Linked DNA regions of Mus musculus: regions 1 and 3 are each linked to region 2. The links are chromatin contacts, called in public promoter capture Hi-C maps. All regions are on one chromosome and are shown on one strand. Each heading gives the region's core, a stretch centred on a gene start, on an enhancer-like site or on the middle of the called end of the contact. The rest is flanking DNA. Distances are from core to core; before and after follow the strand shown. Region 1 has its middle 10 kb from the start of Gm51553. Region 2 holds the start of Dynlrb2 (dynein light chain roadblock-type 2). Region 3 holds the start of 4930563M20Rik (RIKEN cDNA 4930563M20 gene).

Region 1 (4,246 bases), core at 882-3,381, 360 kb before region 2:
CTTGCCAGGATCATGGGAGGGGGCATCTAGATTGTATCCCAATACCCCACAGTTACTGGAACAGATGGCGTTTGCAGTGCTTGGTATCAGTGTGAAGAGCTCACTGTATTGGAGGGAAGGCAGACATGGGAATGAAGTAATTTTATCTCAATAAATCTCGAGTCCCTGAGAACATAGCTTTTCTACCTTACAGGAACACCCCAGAACACACACTTAGATGGTTAGTTATTACCCCGGGTTTTGCTGCTCTTTACCTAGGGTTATGTAGTTTCTTTCCTCTGGGTCTCCATCTCCATCTCCATCTCCATCTCCATCTCCATCTCCATCTCCATCTCCATCTCCATCTCCCTCTCCCTCTCCCTCTCCCTCTCTCTCTCTCTCTCTCTGCCCCCCCTCTCTGTCTATCTCTGTCTCTTTGTCTCTCTGTTTCTCTCCCTGTCTCTCTCTGTCTCCGTTTCTGACTTTGTCTCTCTCTGTATGTCTCTGTCTCTCTCCCTTTCTCTCTCTGTCTCCATTTCTGACTCTGTCTCTGTCTCTCTCTGACTCTGTCTCTCTCTGTCTCTGACTCTGTCTCTCTCTATCCCTCTCTGTCTTTGTTTCTCTCTGTCTCTGTTTCTCTCTGTCTTCGTTTCTGACTCTGTTTCTGTCTCCATCTCTGTCTCTACCTCTCTTTCTCTTTGCAGTGAGAAATACAGCTCTCACGAGGCCCGAGTGACCCTTATAAACAGCTTCCTGTGTTCTCTTCCTAGAGGCAAGCCAGATGGGAAACCATATAACCAGAGGCTAGTGTCCTGGCACTGATGCTGGGATATACTAAGACTTCCCAGGCTTACTTGAAATCATGCTGTTAACAGCTTTCAGCCTTTGGCACAATGAGTCCCTCTGGAAATCTCAGTGAAGGTACGGGCACTATTCTTCAGAAATGTGTTCTATCACACATACTCTTTGGGGAGGTTCACGGAGCTCTAGGAAACCATCCATGGAACACTAGGTTCAGCTCTCAAACATTAAATGTGTCATCTTGCCAAGAAAACCCAGACCAGCATCCACTGCCCTGTGCGGTGTGTGGATGGCCACTACCCACTCTTCCTGTATGGTCCCTTCTCTGCCTTTCACCCATTTGTGACCAACCTTTCTTTCTTATGGGCACATTCCATGCTAGGCACCTTAAAGGTGTTGGAACTCAGGTTGTCAGGCCAGCTGGCCTCTTATTTTTTTATTTCGATACCAATAACCCACAACATACATCTTTAGGCACTGGACAGGAGGCCAAAGTATCTCATAAGGAATACTGCAGGAAGGAGGCGTTCCCTCAGGACTCTGTCTAGGATGACATAAACACTGGAGACCAGCTGTCCATCATGAAAAGCCTGGCCTGCAGGGACCAGAGGAGCCCCACCAGGGAACTTCTTCCGAACCTCCATTTTTCACCAGGCACACCCCAATTGCAGTGGACTGTCAGGCACTCACACACGTGTTGCTTTCTCTAACATCTCCACCGTGAGGCTGAGGTGAAGATAGCATCTTCATTAAAAAGAAAGAAAGAAGCCGTGCATGGTGGTGCACGCCTTTAACCCCGGCACTCGTGAGGCAGAGGCAGGTGGATTTCTGAGTTCGAGGCCAGCCTGGTCTACAAAGTGAGTTCCAGGACAGCCAGGGCTACACAGAGAAACCCTGCCACGAAATAACAAAAAAAAAAAAAAAAAAAAAAGAAAGAAAGGAAGGAAGGAAGGAAGAAACAAACAGAGACTCCCAGGTGTCACTGATTCGTCCAAGGACAAGGGCTGGAAAGAGCCAGAACCTTTGGGACAAATCCAGCAGCTTCCTAGTCTTCTAGCAGGTGCTCTGAGCCACCCGGACCCGGAAGGACCTGGGCTTGTGCTGTGGCCATGAGGATGTCCCTAGGCCATGGAAATCAGAGGGGACCTGGACTGAAGAGGTCAGGGCCCCAGAGTCTCCGCGAGGGTCTAGTCTTCTCCAAGGTGAAAGGAGAGGTCCGTGGGGCTACCGCAGTAGGCGGGAGGAAGACGGTTGGTCCTCTTTCTCGAAGCCTGGCCTCCATCTGCAGGGGATGTCCCGCCAGGAAGCAAGCGGGTTGGAAGGAGCCCACAGCCCTTGGCGCCCGCAGAAAAACCTGGCGCGCAGCCCGCCTGGCTCCCTCCGCGGCTTCTGCTCCGCTTCAGGCTGCGCGGTAGCGCTGGCTGCAAACCCGACCGAGAAAGTAGGTCAGCCTGCGGCCAGCAGCCTCCTGGACAGGTTCCTGCCTCTCCGGAGCCCGGGCTCCCTCCCCTGCCAAGCCTCCTCCTCTGCTGTTCCCTCCGGCCTCGGCTCCATCAATCCCAGGCAGCCAGTCACCACCTTTGGGGAGGCAACGCACTTGTGTGAAGAAAAATCAAAAGATGCAATAAACTTCACACTGGAGAAAACCAAAAATCTCACTACGGAGAAGAAAGTACCATAGTTAACAGAGAACGGACATCACGCAGGTGTATCTTATTGTATGGGTATATGCAGTTAGAGGAAAAGAATAACTATCTTATTAAAACGAGACTTAAAATAGGTGCTTTTAAGATAAAAAAAAAAGAATCACTTTAGAAATTTTATTTGGATCCAAGAAACTACAGTGAAATGGGAAGAATTGTTGAATTTTAAGTAAATTAATTTTACTACAGGATGTACAATAAAATATTCTTTATTCCTTTGAGAAGGACTCAAAAAGAAAATGGAGAAGGGGGAGGAGACAGAAAGGGGTGAATTAAGTGGTTGGAGATTTTTTTTTTTTTTTAAAGCTCAGGGTTTCAATTTTAGCTAGTTAATTAATTCCTGCTAGGGAATCAGAAAGCGTTTAGCACGAATCTTTCCTCCCTCCCCTTCTTTTGCTTCTTGATTTGTAAGTTATATTATGGTTACTTTTAATTTTTCACTTTTATATCATCAATGTTGAGTTTCATAAATGTATTTCCCATCCTTCTTTACTGTTGGTTATTTACTTATCTGTATTTTTAAAAAGACAGGCTGGCCTTGAACCTCTGTCCTTTTGCCTCCACTTAAATTTTCTTTTAATTATTATTTTTATTCTATGTGTATGGGTGTCTTGCCTGCACATATGTCTGTGCACCATGCATTTGTCTGGTGCCAGCAGAGGCTAGAAGAGGGTATTGGATACCCTGGAACTAAAGTTATAGACCACCGTGTCCTCTCCCTCTCCTTCCCTCTCCTCTTCCTCTCTCCCTTCTCTCCCTCCCTCTCTCCCTCTCTGGTTCTCTTGCTCTCCTGCTGCTTGGTTTTAGAGGTCAAAGGACAAGTTGGCACAGCCTTGTTGGCAAGGGCTTTTACCTACCTGAGCCATGCCAAGGGCTCCATAATCTGTGTTTAGACACACGCCTTATCACTCACCCTCAGTTTTTGTTTTGTGTGGTGGATGCTGTTGTGGTTTGCGAAACAGGCTCTCGTGAAGCCCAGGCTGGTTTTAGATTTGCTATATAGCTAAGGAGGACCTGGAACTTCTAATCCTCCTGCCTCCACCTCTGAGTGCTGGAATTCTGGGTGTTTATCAGCATCCCAGGTTTCCCCTGTTTGTATTCCTGAGACTCTGACTCTCTTCTCCCCCCCCCCCCAACCCCCCAAAGACAGAGTTTCTCTGTGTAGCCCTGGCTGTCCTGGAATTCACTCTGTAGACCAGGCTGGCCTCGAATTCAGAAATCTGCCTGCCTCTGCCTCCCAAGTGCTGGGATTAAAGGCATGCCCCACCACTGCCTAGTGAATTGCCATCTCTTAATACCTGGATTACATTTTTAAATTGTTCAGTAATGATTCATGAATCTTGTTTATCTTGAGGAAGGAATATTGGGCTGGGTATAATATTTTCAAGCTAACCTCCCGCTTCCTATACTTAGACCTTTGTGACTGTTATCCTAGTATGGGTTTTTTCCCCTTTGCTTACATTTTAGGAAAATAATATGTGTATCTCCAGGTATATCTTATATCTGTTGGATTGTCTATCTAAAAAAAATCATTCAAACACAGTAGACGTTTTCTCTATTGTTTCTGTTAACTTCTCTAACAGTTCTAACCTACTTGGCATTTTAATTGTAATACAGATCTTTTCTTTGTTGGCCTCTGTAAGTTATTACTTCCAGAGTGCTGTTGTGTGAATCCTCAACTTGTTTCCTAAAATCTCCATTAAAAACCATCTTAGCAGGGTTTGATGTACACACCTATAATTCTAGTAACCAAGAGGCTAAGA
Region 2 (4,068 bases), core at 196-2,695:
TGCCTCAGCCTCCTGAGTGCTGGGACTCCAGGCAGGCATTACCGTGCTCCACTTAGCCAGGCAGTTTTGTGATGAGAATCTATTCTATTGTTTTCTTTCCCAACATCTCACAAGTGAACACTACGTTACTTCAGTCAGAGACAGGCTTCCTTCTGCACCCATTGTGGAGGTGAGCAAGCACTTTTCTCGTTTTTCCCACCACCAGGGCAGGTGTCTTTTGAGGAAATGTCAGGCTGGATTAGTGGCTTTCCTCATGGTGGACACTGGTAACATTTAATTTAGCATGTTCTTTAAACTACACCATGGCCCAAAGCTTGGAGAAATGCATCTGCAGAGGCCACCCCAGGTCACAAACGGGCTGTCACAAATAAAGAGGACTGTGAAAACAAAGGAAGAGAGCATATGTTTACATTTCAGTAACACGAAAGCTCTGAGCCTGAGGTGTCCTCTGGAAAGGAAAAGGAGACATCGCCAGTGACAGTAATAGCAAGAATCTGATAGTGCCAGGGACTTGTTTTGTCTCATACACAGCCTGGGACAAAACCAAAACCAAACCAAACCAAACACCAAAACCAAACAACAAACAAACCAACCCAACCGACCAACCAAGAAAACGCAAACCCCAGTAAATGTAGACATTTTTTTCTTGGGGTATCTCTCTGACACTTGGCATTTCTTGGTCTCCTTATGTCTGGCACAGAATACTCACAAACCAGCCCAGTTCTGATCGCCTTAGGGGCTCCTCAAAGTCACGGACCTCTCCTCCCTTCCTCCACTGCTCCTCTCAGCTCTCTGCTCCTCACCTTTCCTCTCCTCCAAGGTGGTTCTCTTCTGACTCCCAGACCCCTATTGCAACCTCCTGTGTCCCCAGGCCACTCCTGTGCCTCTCCTCCTCTCCCCTTCACTCTCCTTCCCTCCTCCTCCTCTCCCTTTCCCTTTTCTCCAACCCTTTTCCTTCGTTTCTTTCTCTCCCATCCCCTTCCTTCTCTTCTCTTCCCCTTTGCCTTTCTTTTTCCCTTTCCTTTTTTTTTCTCTCTTCTCTCTCCTTCCTTTTCTGTGCAGGCGAGGTTGGGGTAGCATCCCACCTTCCTCCCCGCGTTCTCTCTCCATTCCTCGCCCCCCCTCCTAGTTTTTATTTCTTCCCTCTTTGTCTCTTACTCATCTCCCAGCCCCCTTCCCATTTTTTTGTTCTCCTGGTCTCCTTCTTTCTCAGCTTGGGATCTTTCTTTCTTTCTCCACCTCTGTCATAGCTCTTTGCAAACTTTTCTGGCTCCCAGATTCATCTCAACACCTCCCGTTTTTTCAATAGCGCCCTTTCCAGCTGTCATCCAGTAAATGGTGAGACCCTCCCAGGACAGCTGTGCACATGAGTCTCCCCCTCTACCCTTCTAGACAAGAACTCAGATTTACCATCGCGCCTGTGGGACAGCTCCTGGCTCAAGTCTGAGTTGCAGTTTCTGTGGATGTCAACAACGCTTCCCCCGTTGCTAGGCAACCAGGCAGGAAGTGGCTTTCTGAAAGCTATGGGCTGCGCCTGCGCAACGGTTAGGCTGTTTCTGAAGCCGGCTTTTCCGCCCTGCATGTGGCAGGTTGCTTTGCAGCCTAGCAAAAGAAGGCAGGCACGGACGTTCCTTCCCAGGAACCTCAAGGCGATGGGGTCGTGGCAGGATACAGTCTCTCCTGGGTTTAACTTTTCTTCTTTTTCATGCTTTCTGGAGATGTGGCCGGCACTTGTCCCTGAGTCAGGCAAGTGTAGGTAGCCACTTGACCGCCCCCACGTGAGATATATGATACACACATGGGTGCCAATAATACCATCCTGAGATATAGAACTATCCATGTGGGAAACAATAACACACTGTGGATATGGTAGCACGCAGGGAAGGTGCTCATGTCCTAAAACCAACCGATTTCACTTTATCTCTGAGAATTTGGTACTAGAGCTGAGCCGATCTAGAAAGGGTTTGTTCTGCTGCTGTGATAAACAAACAAACAAACAAACAAAGAGCAACTTCGAGGAGAAAGGGTTCCGTCTAGCTTACAATTCCAGGTCGCAATCATTGTGGGAAGGCAAGGCAGGAGCTTGAAGAATCTAGTTAGATCCACACTCAGCAGGGGGAGAGAATGAGAGAGGGGGGAGGGGGAGAGGGAGAGGGAGAGAAAGGGAGGGAGCGATAGAGGAGGGAAAGTAAGAAAAAGCAGAAGAGAAAGAGGGAGGAAGGAAGAAAGAAGGAAGAGGAGGAAGCCTTTATCCACAGCTGTGATGGGAGGCAAGCAGGATTCCAGCAGGAGCAGCTCTGGCAGGAGAACAACAGCTCAGAGAGAAGTGGCCAAAGTGACTTCCAACCAGCAGTAAAGTCTGATTCTGCGCATAGGGAATCAATGGGGGAGAACGGGAGCCACTTTCTCCTCATCGACCTTTCCCTCCAATGATTTCTCGGAGGTAGCTTGGTTTAATTTTGATGCCTTCTCTTTGGGGTGGGACTATGATGGATATCCAAGGTGGTGCTTTATAAAGCGCCTTGAAGGAATCCAACATGTTCTCGGGCCCCGTCCTAGGTACTGGGAATTCTTTCCACCCCTTCCACCACCTCCCAACTCTCCCCCTTCCTTTAAATTCATGCTAAGTGCTAAATAACCTTCAACTCCACTGAAAGTGTTAGTTACTAAAACTTGCAAGCACTTGGAAAAACCAAACCGTAGGCATATTTTACTCTTCCTTGCCCTTAACTGTCAAAAACCAGAACTTCCTTCCCAACAAGAGGGGGTCTCTCTTGTTTGTTGACTGTCTCCATTCTGATAGAATCGCAGTAATGCTGTGACCTTGAGTTTCCCCTTGGTATCTTATTTACTTTTCTATGTAGCTTTGGCACTCTTTTGGCAACCATTGAGTTGGACTGCACTTTTTATATCTTGTGTTCATTTTCCTTGTGAGATTTTCCTATTATAGTACTCTACTTTAGGGCATCTTAAGCTTTATCCAGTTACAACCCATTTCTCCCACCCCCGACAAATTTATTATTCATTTTATGTGTATAGGTGCTTTGCCTACATGTATGCCCATGCACTGTGTGTGTGTGTGTGTGTTTGTGTGTGGTGTGTGTGTGTGTTGACCCCAGAGGCCAGAAGATGTTGGATCCCCTGGAACTTGAATTACAAACAGTTGCAACCTGCCATATGAGTGCTGTCAATTGAAGCCAGGTCCTCTGCAAGAGCAACCAGTGCTCTTACCTCTGAGTCACCTATCCAGCCTTCCCAGATAAAATTATATGTGGTCTTGTGTTTATAAAAGTAGGTATAGATATCAAACATTTACTGATAATAAATTATAAAGAAATTTATTTGAACACAATCCTTTGGCCTACATAAAATCCTACCACTCATTAAAGAGAAAAACAATTTGCATGATAATGGATAGGAAGTGCTTGTCTGTCTAACTTAAGCCAATTCAAAGAATCACTAATTTGATTCTTACATACTGAGGAGTGGAGGTAGGAAACTATTAGGAATCTTTGTTGCTGTTGTTGTTTATAATTAAATATTAGTTTCTATAAGAATAGAAAACTCCTTGTAAAAACCACCAATGCAACTCTTAGCCTTCAGTTTGAGGGAGGGTGTTTGGGGTGTTTTAGACATTGTTTGTTGACTTTACACGGTGAGGGCATACACAAGTTGAGTGCCCCTGATGTATGTTCAGAGCCAGAGCTGCTGTTAGTTTGCAAAACACAACTCCATCAACAACAGCAAGACACCTCATATTCATGGAGTGTTTAATTTTGAATTAATCTTTGATCCTTGCATTTTTCCTGTTTGTTGCCAATTCTTTTATGAGTCGTCCCCCCCCCCCCTTGGTGCATAGTTCAGAATTCCTTTCCTTTTTTTTTTCCCACAAATAGGACTTTTTATTTGTCACTATTAAAAATCTGGATTTTACACTGATCTGATTCTTGGACTGGCGGTTCATATCCGTCAGCTCGCTCAACCTTAGCGCCCGTCTCGTCTCCAGCTGCTTTGCCAGAGCTGCCGCCTTCCCCATGCAGCTCCATGAGATTGCCCAATTCAAACTTG
Region 3 (4,200 bases), core at 1,200-3,699, 300 kb before region 2:
ATCAGCCCCTGGATATTCAAATGAAGTTGTCCAACACTGCCCTAGCCAGGTGTACCTTGCCACACAGACCTTGACCCAGAGACTCTGCCCACCTTCCCATGGTCATAAATACTCTTCCCTCCCACAAATAAATGAACCAGTTCTCGGAAGCTGTTTCTGGGTGTGTATTCTTTGCCCAAGAATTCACCAAAGCCCTGCATTACACCCCTCCCCCCTCCCCCTGTAACCTTCCCTTCCTCCAGCCCAGTCCAGTGTGTGATGAGCTGGCTATTCCCCAGCCTGAGGGGGGAGAGGTAGACACAGAGAAGCATAATCCCAGCACTTGGGAGGTGGAGGCAGGGCAATCAGAGGTTCAAGGCTATCTTTGACTATATAACAAGCTTGAGACCAGGATCTGGGCAACACAGTACCCTATCTCATGGTGTTTGAAGTAACAGATACATCCTTAGGGAAAGTGTTAGTGGCTTTCTGTTGCTGCAATAAAACACCATGATAAAAGGAACTTAGAGGATGTCCTAGTTAGGGTTTCTATTGCTGTGATAAACACCATGACCAAAAACAACTTGGGAAGCAAAGGGTTTATTTGGCTTACTCTTCCTCGTTACTGTTCATCATCAGGGAAGTCAGAATAGGAACTCAAACAGAGCAGGAACCTAAAGGCAGGAACTGATGCAGAGGGGATGGAGGGGGTTGGTGCTTACTGGTTTCCTGGAGCAGGAAGCTGAGAAATCACATCTTCAACCACAAACAGGAAGCAGAGAGGGAAATCAGGAAGTGGGTGAGGCTACAAACTCTCATACCCTACCCCACTGACTTACCTTCTCCAGCAAGGCTCCACCTCAAAAGGGTTCTACAACTTCCCCAGAGAGTCTCACCAATGTGAGCCTATGGGGACATTGCTCATTTAAACCAGTGGAGTGGGATTGCTATCCATCTAGAAGTTAACCTCTGTGAAGCTCAATGTTGAAAGAAATCATCTGTAAACCTAGACCTAAGGTTAATCTGGTTCAATTACTGGAAGATCAATAGATAACAGTCTCTGAAAGTTCTGGAACATTCTTCCCTCCATACCCTGCCTCTCTGAGCAGGAACTGTAGACACTCGCTTCGCTAGATGGAGAGTCACTTTCCTGCTGAGGCTGGGGCAGTTTATAGTAGTGTGTAAACTTGATAACCTCCTTCTATGGTGCTCAATTAAAAATCTATTTTTTACCTTATGTGTATAGGTGTTTTACCTACATACATGTATGTTCACCATATTTATATCTGGTGCTTAAGAGTCCGGAAGAGGGTGTCAGGACCCCTGGAGTTATGAGTGGTTGTGAGCCACCATGTGGGTGCTGGGACTGGAACCTTGGTCCTCTGCAAGGTTAGTAAGTACTTTCAACTGCTGAACCATGTCCCTAGACCCCACGTTGTTTAATTTTGAGTGTTAACTTGATTAGATTAAGATTATACCTAGGCCATTAGTGTGGATCTATAAAGGCGATTCCAAGGCACTTTAAGCCCACCTAGAATGTAGTGGATCGCGTCCCTGATTCAATATAAAGGAGAAAGGTGAAAACTGGCTTGGCTCTGGCCACCCCTTTCTCTGCCCCTGATTTGACTAGCTGCTGTACATTGCTGCCACCACAGAGCCACTCACTGCCTTCCTTCCCTGTGAAGGACCATGTCCCCTTAAACTGTGAGTGGGGCAGGGCAGGTCCTTCCTCAGTAACAGGGAAACATTATTCCTGGCATCTTGACTTGCAGCCCAAGGAGACCGTTCCTAGGTAATGCATTGGAGAGGTTCCACAAGAAAGTTTCCATCGTAAGGAAGGAAATGAAGCTCAAAGATCATCTGTCTCTCAGAGGCTTTCATAATAAAGGCCAGAATCAAACAAAAAGCCAGGTTGTCTTTCAGCGAATAATATCCAGATGATTTCTGTCCTCTTTCCCAAAAAGAATGATAAAGGGCACACACTTAAGAAATAAAGCCGTAGAAATATGTTTAAGGAATGAGACCCAAATGCACTCAAAGTAAAACACAGGCGGCATGTAAAAACGCATTTGGGGGGTGTGAGGCAGATGGCTGAATTTAAGTGGCATGCATGTAGGCTTGAGCTAATAATCCCAGCTTTGGGGACGCGAAGACAGGAGGATTTCCAGGGATTGCTGCCAGCTAGCTTAGCCTAGCCTAACCAGCAAGCTTCAGGCCAGCGAGAGACCTTGCTCCAAAGAAGTCGATGGATGACACTTGAGCCAAAGTTGCTCTCCAGCCATCATAGGCACGTGCACGCAGGCATATTGGTACTTAAGCACGCACGCACACATGCACGAACATCCGCAAGCACGTAGGCAGGCATGCGCACAGACACGCACTCATACACGCATGCGTGCGCAGGCACACAGGCATGCTCGCACGCACGCACGCACGCACGCACGTACGTACGTACGTACACACGTATGTATGAGCATACGTAAGACCCGGCGCTCGGGCGCGCACGCTTTTATTTTTAAGTTTGGTTTTAAAACCTGGACTTGATGAAGCACCCAAGTTTCCTAATACTCCCTGGACTTTCCCCCTTTTAAGACTATCTCTTCTTAAAACTTAAAATTATATGAAATGATCATATAATCGCATTAGAAATGAACAAGCAGTGTTTTCCATTCACGGGAAGTCTGTCTCACCACGTTTACCCACAGTGTAGGGGACGAAGCTCAAAGCCTTGGGTGACCCGCAGGAGGTTCAGGCAGGTAGGCATCATAGGACCTCATTGCTTTCTGTGTGGCCTCTGGGGATCTAGGCAATTTAAAATCACCAGGAAAGCTAACTGTAGAGATGGTCCTTTGAACGTTTTATTCTCGGATTCCTTGCTGTCTCTGTGTGGTGGTGCCTTCCAGATGAGGACGCAGCCTCCCACGGGTTCCGACCACACCAGGCGCCGACAGAGAACAGATGGGCTTACTTCCTTTTTGCCCCACTTAGAAAAAGGGACCTTTTCTGTCGACCTTCTCATTTTCGCTCTAGTGACCCCTTCCCCGGAGCCGCTTGGTTTCTTCAGCTGTAGCTACATTTGCAAATCATGCTTATTTTTGGTAACCCAAAAAATATTTTAGACAGTGAAGTGCTCATAAATGTTTAGCAGTGGACTCTAGGAAGCGCACACACTTATGTGCCCTAGTTAGTATACATTGGCAACACGACCCAGCCTAGATGCCAACTGGCGGGGAAGCCTTGGTTTAGGAATTTCCTAGATCAAATTGGACTGTGGGTATTTCTGGGGAAGGGTAATGTGATGGTTATTCCTGGTTGTCAACTTGACTATATCTGGAATGCACTACAGTCTGGAAATGGAGGGCACACCTGTGATGCAGATCTTGAGACTGAAAGACAGACTTCTGAGCTGGACATTGACATGGTTTTGATCCAGATCTTGAGGCATAGTGGCCGTGAAATGCTTAGGCCCAGGCAAGGTAGTACACACTTTTATCTCAGGAGACTTAGCCGAGCAGATCTCTGAGTTCAGGGCTAGCCTGAGATAGAGAAAGTTCCAAATCCAGGTGTGGTGATACATACTTTTAATCTGGGCCACACCTTCTGTTGGAGACCTACATAAGGACAGTGGAAGATGGAAGGCTCACTCTTCTTCGTCTGCTTGCACTTACTTGCCAGCACATCTGTTGGAACCTGCTTCTTCAGGATTCCAGCTTATACAGAAGACCAGCTGAAACACCCAGCCTCGCGGGACTGAGCAACTACTAGATTCTTGGAATTCCTGTTCACAGCTGCCCATTGTTGGGTTAGTTAGAATGCAGACTGTAAGTCATAATAATAAGTTCCCTAATATATAGAGACATTCTATAAGTTCTATGATTTTAGAGAACCCTGACTAATATAGGTGATTGTCCAAAGGACCCAGTCCACTGTAGATGGTACCATTTCCTAGACATGTAGACCTGGGCTGAGTAAGGATGCCAGGGAGGCACAAGAGAGTGAGCAAGCCAGGAAGTGATCTAACAAGCACTTTGGCTTTATGGTTCCCGCCTCCAGGTTTCTGCTCTGACTTCCCTCAGAAATGAACTGTGACCTGAAAGGGTAAGCCACATTAACCCTTTCCTTACCCAAGTTGTTTTTGGTCAGCATGTTATTTCAGAATGAAACTGGAATAAGCATGAAGGTTTGTCACAGTACCACCACAATAAAGGACGTATAGATGAC

The links. Promoter capture Hi-C pulls out the DNA fragments that hold promoters and counts their contacts.
Region 1: a promoter capture Hi-C map of hippocampal neurons shows a contact between it and region 2, with 4 times the contacts expected there. The contact joins the enhancer-like site here to the promoter of Dynlrb2 in region 2. A contact is called at or near these places in 13 of 39 promoter capture datasets (the 3T3-L1 cell line, embryonic stem cells, hematopoietic stem and progenitor cells and 6 more), 3 of 484 Hi-C or Micro-C datasets (liver, nephron progenitors and pre-B cells), 5 of 115 datasets of contacts at active chromatin or transcription factors (T-cell acute lymphoblastic leukemia, double positive thymocytes, embryonic stem cells and 2 more) and 1 of 9 other capture datasets (macrophages).
Region 3: a contact with region 2 is called in a promoter capture Hi-C map of embryonic stem cells, with 6 times the contacts expected there. The contact joins the promoter of 4930563M20Rik here to the promoter of Dynlrb2 in region 2. A contact is called at or near these places in 10 of 39 promoter capture datasets (the 3T3-L1 cell line, embryonic stem cells, hippocampal neurons and 3 more), 1 of 484 Hi-C or Micro-C datasets (embryonic stem cells) and 1 of 9 other capture datasets (embryonic stem cells).

The regions. Positions count from the first base shown.
Region 1 is chr8:116,861,461-116,865,706 of GRCm38.p6, reverse strand. No RefSeq gene overlaps it. Among named protein-coding and RNA genes, the nearest start is that of Gm51553, 10 kb to the left of the region's middle. Within about 2 kb of position 2,131, at least 79 of the 459 cell types and tissues checked have an H3K27ac peak or open chromatin away from gene starts, as enhancers often do. A contact at or near this core is called in hippocampal neurons, neural tube, second pharyngeal arch cranial neural crest and 1 more, where this site is marked.
Region 2 is chr8:116,502,392-116,506,459 of GRCm38.p6, reverse strand. Dynlrb2 (dynein light chain roadblock-type 2) reads right to left here and starts at 1,445. Exons shown (of 4, transcript NM_029297.1): 1 at 1,411-1,445. The coding sequence starts at 1,413. It also overlaps the pseudogene Gm9058.
Region 3 is chr8:116,799,661-116,803,860 of GRCm38.p6, reverse strand. 4930563M20Rik (RIKEN cDNA 4930563M20 gene) reads left to right here and starts at 2,449. Exons shown (of 4, transcript NR_046193.1): 1 at 2,449-2,735; 2 at 3,655-3,800.